Regions from separate parts of the Sus scrofa genome. Here region 2 is linked to region 1. Evidence: chromatin contacts called from public Hi-C data. All regions are on one chromosome and are shown on one strand. The core of a region is the stretch at or near the end of the contact, and the rest is flanking DNA. Distances in the headings are between cores, read along the strand shown.

The links. A called contact is a pair of places that touch in the nucleus more often than the background predicts.
Region 2: a contact with region 1 is called in a Hi-C map of retroperitoneal adipose tissue, with 1.6 times the contacts expected there. The contact joins the enhancer-like site here to the promoter of SSBP3 in region 1. A contact is called at or near these places in 5 of 47 Hi-C or Micro-C datasets (liver, omental adipose tissue, retroperitoneal adipose tissue and 2 more) and 2 of 2 datasets of contacts at active chromatin or transcription factors (alveolar macrophages and skeletal muscle).

The regions. Positions count from the first base shown.
Region 1 is chr6:157,908,685-157,914,211 of Sscrofa11.1, forward strand. It overlaps SSBP3 (single-stranded DNA-binding protein 3), which reads left to right and starts at 2,915. Exons shown (of 17, transcript XM_021096596.1): 1 at 2,915-3,063; 2 at 4,082-4,154; 3 at 4,378-4,439. The coding sequence starts at 3,008.
Region 2 is chr6:158,042,588-158,048,114 of Sscrofa11.1, forward strand. All of the region lies in intron 5 of SSBP3 (single-stranded DNA-binding protein 3), which reads left to right. Among named protein-coding and RNA genes, the nearest start is that of MRPL37, 98 kb to the right of the region's middle. Within about 2 kb of position 2,729, at least 5 of the 83 cell types and tissues checked have an H3K27ac peak or open chromatin away from gene starts, as enhancers often do. A contact at or near this core is called in retroperitoneal adipose tissue and subcutaneous adipose tissue, where this site is marked.

The sequences.
Region 1 (5,527 bases), core at 1,665-4,164:
CAGACCATGGTGCCAGCACCTGCACACCTGGTTGAGGCTGCTGAGTGGTCTTGCTTCCCAGGAACCCATCAGCTCCCCTCTCTCCAGCAGGCTGGGCACCCTCTTCGCTCTGTCTGGGTCCTCCCACTGTCTCTTTTAGCTCCACTACGAACCTACCAACATTCTGTGTCAAGCCCCAGAGAAGGGCAGACTACAGGGACACTCTACTTGGCACAGGTGCCCTGAATGCATACCACACTTGCTCTGGAAGGAGGTGTTTGTCCTTTTTGGGGGGTGGGTGGTGGGTGGGTGGGGCAGTGAGGAAAGAAAAAGATAGAACATCAGAATCTCAAGAGATATTAAAGATCCCCCTGCCCATTTGACAGGTGAGGAAAATGATGCCCCAAAAGATATGCCTACGCTGCACCCCTGCAGCTGACGGAGCATGGTCCACTCGGTAGAGACTCTGACGTAGCAGGGCCAGAGAAGGGCTGTGTTTTCCTTTAGCCAGGACCTAACCCATACTCATGATACTCATAATTTGTGGGCCTTGCAGACCCAAGATGAGTCAGGCTTCTCTGTGAGTCAGTATGTTGACAAGCCAACCCTGGCCATTCCTAGTCCTTCAAAAATAGAAGTCCAGGGGAAGGGTATGAGCAGGCCAATTTAATTAGTGTGGGCTCTAAGGTACCTTAAGTTAGCCCTATTAAATTAAATGGCCTGGGGGAAAAAATAACTGTAATTATTTCCTTCTCTCCCCTATGCTTGTGTTTCAACTGCCTCTCAACCTCCATGCTTCTCTCATTCACAAAACAACCTTTAAACTAGGAGCTAACACCCAGACAACCAGAGACTGGGGTTCAGTGTTTCCCTTTTTCTGCCCCCTTTCCCTGCCTAGGTCATGGCAGAGAATAGAGTGCGTCCAGAGGCGTCAGTAGGGCTTGGCTGTATTCTAATTTAGGGAGGCTGTTACACTGAGTAGAACATTATTCCAAAAATGCACCCAGTCTCCTTCCTGAACCAATGCAGATCCGTTTGCTGCGGGGCATTTCTTTTTCAAGACCTCTTTTCTCTCCTCGACAGATTAAAATAAGCAAACTTTAATGGTAGTGAAAGATTCTTTATTTTGTTCTGAGTTCTTCTACTTGAAACGTGTTTTCCCCAGGACACTGACCTATCCTTTAATTGTTTGGTGCGAGGCATGTTAGGGGGAGGGGCGTTACTTGTTTATTGGAACAGCGCAGTTAAAAAAAAAAAAAATCAACCTAGGCTAACAGTTTCAAGGCTCCCCTAAAGATGTATCCAAACAGGCAGCCAATCAGCGCTTACACAGCTTTTTCTGCTTGACTCTTTTAAAGAGACAGTGCCGACAGTGTTTTATCGCATTTAAAGAGAACCGCGCTCTAAAAACAGTCTGAAAATGGGGGAGTCTTCCCCTGTTTCGTTGGTTTCTGGTCTCGAGAGTCTCTGGTGAGGGACACTCAGTGTGTCCTCGGGTTCTTGGCGTGGGCAGAAAGGAGTCAGCAGCAAATAGCTGGGTCACTCTGCCAGCCTCCCCCCCTCAATTTCCCATTGTACACCTGGGTCACTGACAATGGAAGCTTCCCCTCCCCCCACTCCTGACTCTCGTCTCCCACTCCCCAATTTAGCTCCATTTATTTGAAGTTTGCAGATTTCTGCGGCGCGCATCTCGCATCGCTGGGCGCCCAGGTGATGCCCTCCTACCCCGGGATAGCACCGTCTCCCGTGGAGAAGCCGAAGGGGTCTAACTTACTAGGGCGGGCAGACCTCCGAAATTTGGGAGCGATCACTCTGCCCTCTCTTAGCCCAAGTCCTCAGTACCTCCCTCCCGGGCTCCCTAAAGCAGGCCAAGGGCCATTTTCGCGCGACTCCACTTTGGGGTTTTCCAAAGTATTTTAATGATCTAGTAAAGGAGCAGCCGCGCGCCTCGGCGCCGGCTCGAGCCGCCCAGTTCGCAGCGTGGAGCCCCGGGCCCGGCGCTCCGAAGCCAGACTGGGCGAGGGAGAGGACAGGGGGCGGGGCAGCCGAGGGGGGAGGGTAGGAGTCTGGGGAGGGGGTCGGGGTCGGAGCCGGGGGTGGGGGTGGGTGGGGGACCGGCGAGGGGGAGGGGGAGATAAGGGCTGGGCCAGCGCAAGCTGCGGCGGGGGGAGGTGAGGGGCAGATAAGGGAGAGGGACGTGGCGGGAGGGAGCCGGCGGCGCTCCGCTCAGGGGTCCGCGCCCCCTCCCCTCCGACTCTGCCGCAGCGCCCCCCCTCGCCCCCCAGTGGTCCCAGCCTTGGAGAGCGCGGGTCGGGACCCCTCCTCGCAGGGGCTGGGAAACTAGACCTCCCCCGTCCCGATTCGTGTCCCCTCCCCACATCTACAGCAAAGAGAGGCTCGCGCCCCCGAACACCCCCGATTCGCTCGCAGGAGCAGGAACAGCGGCTCCTCGGAGGCGGCCGCAGCGGGGACTGCCGCGGTCGGGCGCTGACAGGGCGTCCCTCCCGGGCCGCCCCGGGCCCGCCCCCTCGTGCCAATTGGTCTAGGCGCCCATCAATCGCGGGACGTTGACGCCCGCCTAGCTCCCTCGCCCGGGTAGCCACGTTCGGTTGAGCTCCAAGTAGACCAGCGGCAGCGGCGGCGGCGGCAGCGGTGCTGGAGGCGCAGAGGGCGGCGCAGGCGGAGCCGGGCGGGCGGCGCGCGAGCGAGCCAGCGGGCAGCCGGGCCGACGGGCGAGCGGCGGCGGCGGCGGCGGCGGCACCGGCACCCCAGGCCGAGCCGGCGCGGGAGGAGTTCCAGGGCAATGGGGCCGCGGCCGGGGCTGACGCTTTGACAGCTGGAAAGAGCGCGGAGCCAGCGCCTGGGGGGGAGGGAGGGGATCGCGGCTAGGAAAGCGCGAGCGAGTGAGCGAGCGAGCGCCGGGGAGGGGGCCGGGAGCGAGGGGGCAGCTCGGGAGCAGCCGGAGCGGTAGCGGCGGCGGCGGCGGCGGCGGCGGCGGCGAGGCTCGGCGCCCTCTTCTCTGCAAAACATGTTTGCCAAAGGCAAAGGCTCGGCGGTGCCCTCGGACGGGCAGGCTCGGGAAAAGTAAGCCCTATTTTCCAAGTGGCGGCCGCGCTGCCGCCGGGCTGCGGGCGGGTGGTGGGAGGCAGGTGGGCGGGCGGGGGCTGCTGCGTCCCGGGCCCCGGGCCCCGGCACCGCCTGCCTGGCCCCTTCCCGAGGCCGCGGCGGGCGGCGTGGGAGAGCCCATTGTTGGGAGCCGGCGGAGGTTGGGGCATCGGGGGGCGCCGCCGGAGGATGGGGTACTTGGGGGCCGCGGGGCGTGCCGGGCACGAGGGCCTGCGGTGAGGGGTGGGCGAGGTCCCGTGAGCGAGCCTGGGCGCCCACCCAAGCCGGGGCGCTCGCCGCGGTGGCCGCACTTTGCCCACCGGGCGCGGGCAGAGGGCGCGTGGCTTCTGCAGCCCCGAAGGCTCCTTTTGTCCGCCCGCGGCGTGAGGAGTGCGTGCCGGGGGCTTTGTTCGGCCGGGAGAGCTCTCCCTTCCCTGCCCTCGGCCTCGCCGCCGGCCCCGGGCCCTCCGGGGCGCCGGGCTGGGTAGGGACGGCGGCGCCGGCTTGGCTCCAAGCTTGGGGGACAGTTGTTTTGGGGGGAGGTGGTGAGGGTGGCGCTTTGCTGTCCTCTCCGGAGCGCGCGGAGCACCCCAGAGTCCCGGACGGAGTCTCCCCGACTCTCACACCTGGAGACAGGGTGGCAAGGAGTGGGTAGGGAAAAGAAGCGAGGCTCTGGGGGTCGGATGGCTTGCGAGTTTGAGAGATCTCGGTGGGTTTGGCTGCGACGCTGCTTGGAAGTTCAAGTTCGGGGGCTGCTCTTCAGCCTCTGCGTTTTGAAGTAACGCCTCTCCTGGTCCCCATCCCCTAGCTGTTCGCACCCGTGGCTCCGGGCAGGGTCGAGGTAGCTGCTCACCTCTGGTTGGGGCCACAATGGGCCAGCGTAGACAGGGCTGGGAGCCGGCCGGCAAGGTCCAGGAGCGAGCACCCGGTGTGATCTGACGCCTTCCCTCCCTCTCCCTCTCTCTCTCTCTCTCTGTGCCCCCTGCCCACTTTCCAGGTTAGCTTTATACGTCTACGAATATTTACTGCATGTAGGAGCACAGAAATCTGCACAGACCTTCTTATCGGAGGTGAGTGGAACTTCCCCCCTCATCCAATTTCTTGACACCCCCTCGTCCCCACTATTCTTAAAGCCTTTGTTTTCTGGAGCAGCCACTGTGGCCACCATTTTGAATTTTTATCACCTTTTGGCATTTATTGTTAGTTGGTCCTCACAGCCTTTTGGCTCCGGGAAGCCCCCAGCCCACCCCTTCTCTCTGCTCCTCTAAGCTGTCTCTGCTCTCTCCCTTCCAGATTCGATGGGAAAAAAACATCACGTTGGGAGAACCGCCTGGGTTTTTGCACTCGTGGTGGTGGTAAGTTTGTGTGATAGTTGTGTGTGTGTTTGTTTTGTTCCGAGGCCCAGGTCTAAGTGAACAAAGACGTGCGGTCTGGAGCAGACCCCCCCCTTCCCATGCCTTAGCCCTCAGCGTCACCCAGAGCAGGGCACCCCTGGGTTCTCAGGCCTGGCCTGGCAAAGGGGGAAGAGGGCAGAGGAGGTCGGTGCCTAAAAGTTTTTGCCTCCTCTGTCCCCTCCTGTTGAGAATCTACTGAATCGTGCGTGGTGCTCGGGCAGAAACTCCTGACTTGTACATCGCACTCCGAGGCACTAGGCAGAGGCTTGGAAAAAACCTGGAAGGATTTTTGTCAATTCTGCATGCTGCTTTAATTAGAGGGAGCGGGGGCGGGGCCGGGCGGAGGGGGTACCAGGTCTGTTTAACAACTGGCCTGGCTCTTCCTTTTTCTCCTTGGAGCTCCTACCTTGAGAGAAAAACCTTTGGGGACCTTTTCAGGCACCCGGAGAAAAAGCGAGAAGGGGTTGCCCCTTCTTTTAAAAGATGTTGATTATACCGATGGCAGCCCCCTCCTCCCCCCACCCCATCAAGTTTCGTTTTACTGAGCACCTGGCTGAGTGCCTGTAGTTGGTAGCGGGGGCTCCCCCTTGTCTGTGACCCTCTCCCAGGCCCCTGGGCCCTGCCCAGGTGAGACCAACCACCGGTCTGCTCTCCTTTTGCAGCCCCGCGGGAGGGAAGCTCAGGGTCAGCTGGCGCGAGTTGCTGCGAGCTGAAGACTTGGGTGTTTTGTGGGACCGATCGGTGGAGTCTTTGACATCCTTTTCAAAAGGAAAAGAGAGCAGACCGGCTTTTGATATCTTGGTGGAGTGCAGGGAACTGAACTGGTGCCCTGTCTTGGGCTCTGAGCGCGTTTACCTGACTGCCAGCTCAGGTTCCTGTTTCAAGTGTCTTTGAAATGCAGGGGGATGAAGTGTCTGTTGTAACTTGCGCAGAGAAAATGAGTTTTTAATTACTTCTGCCGACCTCGGAACTGCCTGCCGGGAGTTGGAGGCGTTTGGTGTGGCGTGAGGATCCTCCCGTGGGAGTGGGTGGTGGGCTTGCTGGGGTCG
Region 2 (5,527 bases), core at 1,479-3,978, 130 kb after region 1:
TGGGCTTCCCAGACCCGTTCATCCCAGTGTCCTAGTTCTGTCCCTCACCTCATCTTCTTTTGCCAAGGAAGCAAGACGAGACCTTGAGCCATTTCCCAAGCCTCTGAGGGAAGGAGAGGCATGAAAAACCACCTAGTCATCCAGGAAGCCACAAAACTGAAGGGGAAAGCTTGGCCAACTTTTCTCTTCCCTGCCCAGCCCTCTTCTGCTCAGTGGACAATCGGGGTTGACTTCGGCATTTTGGATTGATAGCTCCCATGGGCCTTGCGTCTGTCTCCCTGTCCTAGTTGATATGACCAGTCTTTATATTCGGGATCCTCTGTCCGGGCGTAAAGGGGTAGAACAGGAAGGCTGTGTGCACGCCTGCGCCCCGAGAGCTTCAAGTAGAGCAGGAATTCTCTGGGTGGACGAGGCAGTGCCTTCTTAATATGCACCTCGCCTTCGCTGTGCTGCTGTGATGAACAGCGGAGCTTGAGCGTTGGCGAGGGGTGGTATGAAGGCTGGCAGGCAGGAGCGGGATGCGTCTTTGCTGCACTATCCATTTTTAGAGCAAGAGGCAGTCTTTGGCGGGGGATGGGGGTGGGATTCTCTGAGCAAGGTAGGCACCCTCCCTGTGTTCCCCGGGGTTGGCGTGGCTCTGGATCCTGGGTCTGCCTCTCCCACTTAGCACAGAGCTGGTCTCTACTGCAGCCGGGAGACGTCGGGGAGGGAGAAGGTGGGGCTGGAAACTCACATGGCAGGACTGGGTCTCAGACACCCTCGCCCGGCATTTGATCCCAGCTCCTGGCCAGCATTAAAAAGGGCTGGTTCTTGAGGGCTGGAGGGTGGCTTAGTGGGGAGCAGGTATGTACTCGCTGAGTAGGCAGCGAGAGCTGGCAGTTAGCACCCCAGACAGCTTGAACTCACTGTTCTCTGGTGTCCACAAGTCTGTTTCCACCTTGCAAGTGGACACGGAAACATCCCTGGAAAGGAGCAGAGTGGATGTGCCCTTCCTAAGACCTAGTGCTTACGGCCCCTCCCTTGCCTGAGCTCCCAAGGTTTATCACCCCACCCATCAGCCCGGAGGTCTCAGCCCCAGAGTCCCCATCTGGTACAGGAGACCCTCCAGCACCGCACCCCCTCCTGCCGCTGCCACAGCGACGCCGATCTCAGCCCGGAAGCCCCTTCTGTCTCTGCTCTGCCAGGGGACACCTGTGCCTCCCTCCACGACCTTGCCGCTCAGTGTGATTGTTCTGTAATCGCAGCCCCTCGCTCCTAGTGCACCTGGTCGCTGCCTCTGCTGATGCCGCTGTGGTGATGGTGATGCCTTGGTCTCTCCACACAGCCTGGGACTCTTTCGGGGAGGGTCAGAGTACTGCTTATGTTTGTGTCTCCAGCACTCAGCACGCACTCCCCCTCCCCAGGATGCTGGGACCCGCTGGCTGGATGCCCTGCCACGTAAGTTCTCCATATCAGTGCTTTTCCTGTGTTCCTGAAACAAGTGCTCAGATCTGTGGACACAGGGACAAACATCGACGCTTCAGCAGGGAGGCCCCACGGGTTTAATGCCTGGAGACAGCGTCCCCTCTCCTGTCCCAACCACAGCCATTCACGGTAGCCCTTTCCAGAGATGACCCTAGAGAATGCCTCCGAATTCACTGCATAGGAAAGGGTCAGACAACACCAACTTCCTGCAGGAACTCAGGTTGGAAATCAAGTCCCCAGAATGTTTTGTGCTGGCAAGTGAGGGAAGAGTGCATTTTCCAGCATTGCAGCGGGAATGAACTTGGAGAGGATGGTGAGCCAGGAGAGGGTCTGGGACCAACCAGCCAGACGTGAGGGCTGGTTATCGTGTTACAATAATGAAAAGTCATTTTGTTCAAGACCAGTGGCCCAGAAAGCAGAGCATTGGTCACATGGCATGTTCGTGGGGGAACCAGAACTCAGGTTTGCTGACCCCAGGTCCAGGAACCCTTTCTCTAGTCTTCAGTGGGATAAATTCTGGCTCTTCTAAATAATACTCTAGTGTCACTGGACTTCAGTTTTCTCCTTTGTAAAATGGGGTTAATTTTTGCTTCACTGACCTTATGAAAGAGATGGGAGGTTAAAATGAGAAGGTAAGATACGGTATTGTTTTGTTAAGACCTCCGTACCTCAGTATTTTTCCCTCTTCAGTCTTGAAAACCATTATGAAGCTCCAGGGTCAGCAGACTTTTTCTGCAAAGGGCCGGATGATAAATATTTTAGGCTTTGTGGGCCATCTGGTCTGTGTCACAACTATTCAGCTCTGTGGATAGAGCCTAAAAGCAGCCACGGACAGTACCTAAATGAGTGTGGCTGGGTTCCGATAAAACTTTATTTACAAAAACATGTGACTTTGGGCCCCAAGCCCTAGTGGGCTGACTTTCTGGGAGCTCAGCGTGATGGCCATGCCCTGGGCGTCCTCGTGCCAGCAGCGGACCCCAGCCTCCGCTCTAGGTGTGGTGCTGGGTGCCGAGCCTGGACCTGGGACCCGTGAGCCCAGGTCCCTGGAGCTCGGCCTCCCCGTCTGTGCGCGGGGCTGGGGCAGAGGCAGGGAGCAGCGTGGGGGATAGGCGGGGGGAGCCTGCATTAGGTCTTGGACGCCGCCTGTACTTTCATTTGCCATGTTTCCTCCCTTTGTTTTGAAAACGCTTGCCTGCTGATGCTGTGTCTCTGTCCCCGTGGGGCCTCTTGCGTGAAACATTCTCTGAGCGCCTCCTGCGGGTGTCCTGGCGGCCCCGCCAGATTCATAAGTGCGCAGGCTTCTTGCCACCTGCCCAGTGCGGTCCCTGCTCTTCGGAGAGAGGCGGGGGTGGCCAGCTGGGGCCTTTGCTCAGACAGAAATCGTGGAGTCTTTTCACAGATCTTGGCACAGAGTGGCCCCCGGCGGCTGTGAGGATTCTTGATGTTACACAGAGGTGACCCCAAGGGGGATGCATTGTATACTGTCCTGCTCCCTCTCCTGGCGACTTCCTCACCATCCCAGGAAGATGGGCCACCACCGCTTGCCAGACCCACTCGCCTCATGCGGTGCCCAAGGAGGGTCATGGTGGCTGAGGATTCGTCCCCTAGACGGCGGGCGGCCCCCAACTCTGAGCTTTCAGGGCCATGCCTGAGGCGGTGGCTCCACAGCCGGGTGTGGCCCAGCTCAGCCCCTTCTACCCAAGCTTGGTAATTGCAGCTCCACCTCTGGCCTGTACCTCCCGTGTTCACAATGCCGAAAGACGCCGCTTCCCCAGAGGGGGCAGATAGAAGCAGGATAGGGAGGCAGCCGTCCAAGCCGCTGCCAAGTACATTCCCATGGGTCGAAGTGAAGCCGTAACTTTTTCTGCTTGGAGCTGCCTGTCAAGGGGAGGGGGAGGTTAAAGCCCTCCCTCCCCTGGCCAGGTGGTCGGCCTCCTGCTGCAGGGAGGCTGTGGGTGGCGGCAGACCGCTTGATGGATGGGGGATGTCGGTGGCACGCGGACACACCTTGGCCCTCTCCCCAGAATGGGCTTACGGCATTTTCCATCAGCATTCGTGTCCAAGGAGCAAATTGGATTGTCTGTCGCATGCTTGTTACCATGTGTATAATTAATGTAATTTTATATTCACTCAATTACGGTGACACGCCCAACAGGCGGATTACACAGGCCACCAGTAATGCCAGTCGTCCGTCTCCCACTGCCAGTCCATGAAACCCACCCCAGCAGCCTTGCCAGAGCAGTGGCCACTGGCCCCAGGAGCTGGGGGGGAGGCGGGGATGTGTGGAGCCTTTTGTCGCTTGGCAACCTAAAACTTCAAGTCGGCTCTCCCCAAGGGCTTTCTGACTCAAGGCAGATGTGGCCTGGATGGTAACGACCGGGCATTCAGCCGTTCCGGAGCAGAGTGTCACCTGGACTCCTTGCCCCCCTTATGGAGGCGCAGCCCTGGCACCGGCATGCCAGCCGGACTCCAGCCCTGGTACCTTGGGCTTTCACAGCCGTTCAATGCCCCCGGCCCACTTCTGCACCCAGAAAGCCTGGGCTGTCTCCGCTCTGTTGCTCTGAGAGTCCATGATTTCCAGGCAGGTTGAAGAGAATGTGGAGTGGCATTTGATGAAGATGCCATGAGTTCTGTAAATACTAAACCTAGCACATAGCTTTTACTACCTTTCTCCTTAAAAAAAAAAAAAAAAAGAATTTTTTTTTTTTAACTCTGATTTTTCAATTTACGACACTGTCCTTCCCTAACTCCCAAAAGTCTTCAGCTCAGACGACCCGGTTGTTACTCATGTCCTAGTTTTTTAACCCAAAGGTGTTGTTAGAGGTACCCACCCAGGGACTGGCTGACCGTGGCCGTGGGGTCCGCTTGCTGGCCGAGCCTCACCGCCCTGCCCTGGACGTCCCCGTTGGGACTGTGTCACTGCCCTGGAGGAGCCCACACAGCATCCACAGAAAGGGCAGGATATCCAAAGAGGATGCAGGTGCTGGGAGGGCACCCGGCTGGGTGTAGACCAGCTCAGGCTTCACAGCGGAGGAGGTGGGGGCTTTCAGCAGGCCGAGGCAGGTGAGCCTGCCGAGTTAGTCTAGCCCCCGCTTTCCCCGTAAAGGGGCAGGAAGTGGCTGTGGAGCATGAGGCGTGGGGGCCATGGGAGACGGGGGACCTGTGCCTAGCGCCATCCGCTGTACCCCCTCCCTGCAGGACCCGTGGAAGATCCCCTGTTCCTTACGAGGAAACTGGACTCTCAGCATGTCCTGGGGGAGCTGGGGTGGATGCCAGGGTGGTGTTAGCATTGACGCTTTCCCCATCACACGCAGGCTTGTCCCCCAAGGCTGGCTTCAGGGAAAGCGAGGGGACTTAACCAGAAATGACCATGGGCGTGTCCTGCTGACGGTTCTGAGAGGCTGTTCTGCAGAGACCTCAGGTCCGCTGTGCCGTGGGAACACTCCGCTCCCCACCATGCTGATGAGGGCAGAGGGAGGTTCTTTCCTGAAACCATCAGCATCCAGAGTGTTAGTGGGCAGCCTGGTGTTTGCCTCCATCACACCCGGAGCAGAGCCTGAGTGGCTCTCGGGGGCTGCTGGATGTAGCATCACCCAGTGCTGAGTGGCAGGAAGAAAAACAAGGAAGTGCGGGGGTAGGTATCTCCGGTCAGAGACCTGGGGAACATCCGAAAGGAATGGCAAGTCTGTTAACAGGGTCTGGGGCAGACAGGAAGCGGGCACCTTTCCTGCTTCCTTTTCCCAGAGTCGGTGGCAGGGATTTCCCAAAGTGGGGCGTCCCCTCCATGCAGGTCTCCTTGCTATCACTGCAGTGCAGTGCGATGGAAAGAGTTCTCACCCCTCAGGGGACCCCAGTTCTCATCCCAGCTCCCTGTGGGCTTCTGTCCTGTGGCCACCCTGGCCCTCAGTTTACCTGTCAGCTTCTCTTGGAGCCTGTGGAAGTTGCAGCTGACCTGCCAGCCTGTTTGTCACCGTGTCCTCCTTCGTCCCAGCTAGTCTGGGAGCTTCCAGGGCCAGGACGAATCTGATATGCTTCTGTGACCCCTCCCTTCCCCCCAGGTGCC